Linked DNA regions of Bombyx mori: region 1 is linked to region 2. A link is a contact called in public Hi-C data. All regions are on one chromosome and are shown on one strand. Each heading gives the region's core, a stretch centred on a gene start, on an enhancer-like site or on the middle of the called end of the contact. The rest is flanking DNA. Distances are from core to core; before and after follow the strand shown.

Region 1 (3,437 bases), core at 780-3,279, 37 kb after region 2:
TCCAAGAACACTTATCCGTAGTGATAGCCGTGATTCTACAAAGATGGTAAATACACCTGAAGTTGACACATCGACACCAAAACCATTAAAGACAGAATCAACATCTGCTAAAGTGATAAAAAGTCCCACACTTGCTACCTTACCTAAATCTCCAAAAACACTTATTCGTAGTGATAGCCGTGATTCTACAAAGATGTTAAATAAACCTGAAGTTGACACTTTAACACCAAAACTATTAAAGACGGAATCTACATCTGCTAAGGTGATAGAAAGTCCGATACTTGGTACCTTGCCCAAATCTCCTAGAACACTTATCCGTAGTGATAGCCGTGATTCTACAAAGATGGTTAATAAACCTGAAGTTGACACCTTAACACCAAAACTATTAAGGAAGGAATCTACATCTGCTAAGGTGATAAAAAGTTCGATACTTGCTACGTTACCTAAATCTCCAAGAACACTTATCCGTAGTGATAGCCGTGATTCTACAAAGATGGTAAATACACCTGAAGTTGACACATCGACACCAAAACCATTAAAGACGGAATCAACATCTGCTAAAGTGATAAAAAGTCCCACACTTGCTACCTTACCTAAATCTCCAAAAACACTTATTCGTAGTGATAGCCGTGATTCTACAAAGATGTTAAATAAACCTGAAGTTGACACTTTAACACCAAAACTATTAAAGACGGAATCTACATCTGCTAAGGTGATAGAAAGTCCGATACTTGGTACCTTACCCAAATCTCCTAGAACACTTATCCGTAGTGATAGCCGTGATTCTACAAAGATGGTTAATAAACCTGAAGTTGACACCTTAACACCAAAACTATTAAGGAAGGAATCTACATCTGCTAAGGTGATAAAAAGTTCGATACTTGCTACCTTACCTAAATCTCCAAAAACACTTATCCGTAGTGATAGCCGTGATTCTACGAAGATTGTAAATTTACCTAAAGTTGAGACTTCGACGCCAAAACCATTAAAGACGGAACCTACATCTGCTAAAGAGATAAAAAGTCCCACACTTGCTACCTTACCTAAATCTCCAAAAACACTTATCCGTAGTGATAGCCGTGATTCTACAAAGATTGTAAATACACCTGAAGTTGACACATCGACACCAAAACCATTAAAGACGGAATCTACATCTGCTAAAGGGATAAAAAGTTCGACACTTGCTACCTTACCTAAATCCCCAAGAACACTTATTCGTAGTGATAGCCGTGATTCTACAAAGATGTCAAATAAACCTGAAGTTGACACTTTAACACCAAAACTATTAAAGACGGAATCTACATCTGCTAAAGTGATGAAAAGTTCCACACTCGCTACCTTACCTAAATCTCTAAAAACACTTATCCGTAGTGATAGCCGTGATTCTACAAAGATTGTAAATTTACCTAAAGTTGAGACTTCGACGCCAAAATTGAGACGTTTAAGTGACATAATAAAAAAGCCTGATAAAAGAACAACAATAGATAGTGTACTTCAAGATCTCACCAAAGGTATCGAAAATATTTCACTGGAGAGTAGAGAAGAAACTTTAAGTCCTATTGAAAAAATAGATATAACAGATCCCAATGATTTTGAATCCGGATACGCAGGGTCGTCTGGTACAATGCGAGAACACGAGGACGATTTTGCCAAAAATACTAACAAGGCCAAATCAGAAAGTGTTGAAATAAATATAAACGTGAGAACGGCAACACATACGCCTGTTCTGAATAAAGGGATACAATTTAAGACTTCACTACCAGTTTTTCAAACACCTAAAAAATTTAATATTCTAAAAACTGCTAAATCGCTATGCTCTATTTCCGATTCGTCTGAAAAAAAGACTACTACTAAATCGTCACGATGGAATACTTTAGAACATATAAAGAAAGCGCAAACTTTAAAAGGTACCAAATAATTTTATTAATTTAATAAATATAGAAACTTCGTATGCTACTTTGTGTTCAACCTGCCGTGTGTGTCATGTTCATATTCATGTAGTTCATTAAATCATTACGAGTAGGACCTATTTGCACGGTCGTATCGCTATCGCCACCGAGCCGCGCTCAACAGGAAACAACCATACAAATTGTAAACCATGATAGTAATGAAATTAGCATAAAGTGTTTTATGTACATGTTTATATGTAGTTTAAATCGGTTCAGTATAGTGCGGTCGTGACATGTTCACTTGCATACCATGTAGATCACAAATTCTAGTGAATTAAAAATAAAAATAAAAATGTCCGGGTCACGTTTTTCATCTTACGAAAGTTACAATGTGATGCCCGAAGAGCAGAGCTCCTCGTATTATCCAGTTAACGTGTACTCTACAAATTTCGGTCGAAAAAATGAGCAAAGTGCTTTTTTACGGTGGTGTTGTTGCTGTAAAAATAATTCGAATGAAACTGATGATTTACCAGTTGAAAATTCTACTTCTTCGCTCATACGTTCCGCGGAAAGAAGAAGTTATATTTTAGAAAAAGAAATACCGACTACTGCAGTACAATCTGTTCCTACAATAACGATTACTTCAACTGCTGACTTGGAAAGTCAAATTTCTAAATCTACAACGGAACTTCTTTTATCTAGCGAACAAAGATCGAGTACAATTAGCTTAAACACGCCACAGTACACTGTGCCAAAATTTAAAATATCTCCTCCTGAATCCTCAAAAGGTCCGGGGACCCCAAGTATTAGCATCGTCGAAAAACGCGGTGAGAAAATCTCATTCATACGCGAAGTTATATCATGCCGAGATTCATTTTTGAAATCCTTGGAGTGGTGTGATAATTCTCTGACTAGGAAGAAGCGATGTCGGGTTGTTAAGCCTGATGAATGGCTTGAATTGAAAGAGGGTGATGCGTCTTAATGCTATGTCTCATGGCACATTGCACTGTGAATATCTGCATACACAATTTAATTAAAAACCACTGAATTCGGACATAAATTTAACTAATCTTCTCTACTGGTGCATGCAACTTCCACATCGATTGATAGCGCACTGTCAACATTACTAAACTACAAATCTCTGTCTTCAAACCCAAATTCTTGGACGTTTTTCACTTAAGTCAATAAGTATTGATCTATTTTAATAATAATTTCAGATGAAGTGTATACTACAGAAACGTTATTACCTGGCCATGCAACGCTTCCTCGCCGATCTAATTCACCCTTGCCGAATGAAAGAGACACGCTGGAAAGAGATCGGTTCCCAGTCAACAGAAGTGGACTACAGGTAATCATACTATGTGCATTAAAATATTGTTATCGACAAATTATAGTGCTACCGTTGGCAGGGCGGGCGTCTTTTGAAACCGCACGGGTATCATCAATCACACATAGACAACCCACACAACCTAGATACAACCCACTGAGTTTCTCATCGGATCTTATCAGTGAATTGCGATTTTGATCCGTTTGTAGATTCTGCGACAA
Region 2 (3,341 bases), core at 433-2,932:
TAAATTAAATAGGCATTTTTAAGGATATATCAAAAACTACAGAAAGGTTAAATTTTTTATTGAGACATGCTTTCAAAGAATCATGAAAATCGATACACCTAGAAAAAAAATCTGAGGTAACACACCTTTTTTGAAGTCGGTTAAAAATAAAGACGAACGTGTGTGAAGGCGGGCGCATAGTTTTGTAAGTTTTATAATGTCATAGTTTTAAATCGCTCATCGTAATCACTTCAATACCACTTAGCTACAAGCAGTGCTCAAAAACCTATTATTGCGATGTTCTAAAATTGTTACTCTGTTTGTTTTTGAAATTTATATTGACAGGCCGATAACTAGTACATCCAACTTTAGTTATTTTTATTGCAACATCCATAATAGATGTTAATTAATATGTAATTAACGAACCAATGAAAATCTGAATTATTCATTAAGTCTGTAAATGATTTAAATAAAGTATTGTGTAAATTATAAACGAACTAAGTAGTAGTATTATTATTATACCTACTTATCTAATTATACAGGAGCATACGCGTTACATAGTGTGCTGTATGAAGACTTTTTTATTGCTTAGATGAGTGGACGAGCTCACAGCCCATCTGGTGTTAAGTGGTTACTGGAGCCCATAGATATCTACAACGTAAATGCGCCACCCACCTTGAGATATAAGGTTTCAAGTATAGTTACAACGGCTGCCCCATCCTTCAAACCGAAACGCATTACTGCTTCACGGCAGAAATAGGCAGAGTGGTGGTACCTACCCGCGCGGACTCTCAAGAGGTCCTACCACCAGTAATTACGCAAATTATATAATACATTAAATGTCGTATGTTCGTTCTCTTTGTCGTCATTATAATAAAATTATTCAGTTAACATATAATTATTTCTTACTAGTTTACTCATCAATATTTTTTAAACAAGCTTGGCATCATCGAGCCTGATTAATGTCACAATGCTAATTTCTAATGAGTAATCGTTCAAGAACGAACACGAGGTTTTTTGTTGTGATTTTATTATTTATACACGACACTCTAAAGATAGTAAGTTCTCATTCATTTATACGTTTGTAACCGCATTTGACATGCGTAAAGATTACGCGGCCTACACCAGACCGGAAAACCATAACTGAGGCAGAATTGGGCGGAGCGATAACAGATACTTGTTCGGAGTCATAACTAGTCCCAACAAGTCATATTAGCGGTGTTTCAGATAGGAATTTTAAATCTAAACTAACTGAAACTGTGACGACGTCGTGGTCTAAAGGATAAGACGTCCGGTGCATTCGTGTTGAGCGATGCACCGGTGTTCGGGGGGCAGCCGTTGTAACTATACGGCATTTAAGTTGTCTATGGGCTCCGGTAACCACTTAATTGAGGTGGGCCGTGAGCTCGTCCACCCATCTATGCAATAAATAAAAAAAGATAACCTTGTTAATACAAATAGCATAAGAGCGTATATGCAAAATGATCTAAGAGCGATCGAAGTCGTACTACTACATTCAGCTGTAATTCCTTGCAGTCGGAGGAGGAACAGCGTTCGGGATCATTACCGCGGTTACCGTCTGTGACGGGTACGACCGCGACTCCGGTCGGGCCGGTCAAGTCCGCCCGGTACAGAGCACCGGGCTTCCGTACAGCGACACGTGCTGCGTCCGCGCCGGGTCTGCACGTGCCGCGGCGAAGAAGGCCACCGCCCACCCCACAGCAGCCCCCACCGGCCGCGCCGGCGTCTGCACCTAGTTTACAGGGTAAGTAAATAACTCCACAAAACACCAATATTTTTTTCCTACCTATGCTGATAGCTTTGAGAGGCTATTTCAGCTTCTCTTTGACGTGTACGTGAGCTCACGGGGCTCAAACCGGGAGTGTTTCTAACACTGGCCCTAACACCAATACTTCTCGTTCGGGGTTCCTCAAATTTTAAACATCGATGTGGAATACTCTTGCGTGCCTTAAACATTATTCTATCTGTCCATATTTATAATTAAATCTTATTACTTGTGTAATTTGCATGTGCATTTTTGCACTGATATTCACGGTGACTATCAAATTAATTTGCGGTTTTCATAGATTTATTGACGCGTACTCAGGTCAATATAGTTTATTTCGTTCAAATCCATTGACAAGCGAAACGGATAATATTACGTTACTTGTTAAAGAGATACCTAAATAAATATAAAATTAAATATTAGTTGGTGTAAATACGTGTTTGCGCATGTGACATCACGGGAAAACGTTTGTAGTAGAAAAAAAAACTTGACATTACTATTTTATTTAACGACACCAGTTATTCAGGATACTTGGAGTTGGTAGTTTTTTTTTTTTATAATTTATACTTTTAGTAATGCGTTTCGGTTTGAGGGGGTGCCCCACCTGGCTGAACTCATGTCTCTAGGTGGATGGCGGCATTTACATTGCTGTGATGTATATGGGTTACGGTAACCTCTTAATACCAAGTGGGCCGTGAACTCTTTCAAACATTTAACCAATAAAAAAGTCTGATTCAGTTTTTTTTTCGCCGCTAAATTAGTTTTTTTATTAACATTGAGAGCTTTATCTGGTTTTCACAATAACATATAACTGAAGTACTGAAACATTTTAAACGAATTTCAATAGAAAGAAAAGCTAAAAGTAATTAGAAAAATGAAAAGACATTAAGTTATGAACCAATTTCGCACTTTACTTTTCCTCTATTGTACTAAAGCTTTGATCTGATTGAGTGATGGTGAAAGCCCAGTGTCACACCAACATCACTGTGAATAAATTTTAATTCAAGCAGGGCAACAAATAATTGCTTTAAAAAATTAAAAACTTCATTGCGTTAAGAAAAGAAAAAGTTAATTAAGTCAGCTTTTGAATTGCTTCACTTTCTCACACGGGAGCCAATTATATTTTGTTATGCAGAGACAAAGTAAACATCTCAGTCAGTTAAATATGTATTTACACAGTTATATTTGTTCATAGTCAATAAGGATAGTTAAAAAAAACACATTTGGTGTATATTGTATTTCAACCCAATGAAAACAGGGTGAGATCATTTCTGAAGTCAAAAATAATAACCAAATATTAAATAAAAAACACCAGCATTGAAACTGACCCACAGCTTTATTAAAATAACCTATAAATTTAAGACTACATAATACTACAAAAAATCGTTTTAATCTAGGAAAATATTAAGGTTAAACTTCGACCACAAAAGATACATATAAATTAGAACAAATTCTTATTTTTCGCATGCTTATATCCAAGTGCTAATCACTTGCTCAAATGTTGTCTCTTGCTACGATCCGATTAACAGTTCATATCATATTCTAAAGGCCCCTTTGTCTCCGCAAGTGAATTGTA

The links. Hi-C and Micro-C count contacts between places; a contact is called where the count stands out from the background.
Region 1: a contact with region 2 is called in a Hi-C map of whole pupa, with 2.6 times the contacts expected there. The contact joins two enhancer-like sites. A contact is called at or near these places in 2 of 7 Hi-C or Micro-C datasets (midgut and whole pupa).

The regions. Positions count from the first base shown.
Region 1 is chr9:9,771,527-9,774,963 of ASM3026992v2, forward strand. It overlaps LOC101746698 (pneumococcal serine-rich repeat protein), which reads left to right. Exons shown (of 10, transcript XM_012688578.4): 5 at 3,107-3,237. Among protein-coding and RNA genes, the nearest start is that of LOC101740632, 15 kb to the right of the region's middle. Within about 2 kb of position 2,030, at least 5 of the 8 cell types and tissues checked have open chromatin away from gene starts, as enhancers often do.
Region 2 is chr9:9,735,014-9,738,354 of ASM3026992v2, forward strand. It overlaps LOC101746698 (pneumococcal serine-rich repeat protein), which reads left to right. Exons shown (of 10, transcript XM_012688578.4): 4 at 1,516-1,744. Among protein-coding and RNA genes, the nearest start is that of LOC101740632, 52 kb to the right of the region's middle. Within about 2 kb of position 1,683, at least 4 of the 8 cell types and tissues checked have open chromatin away from gene starts, as enhancers often do.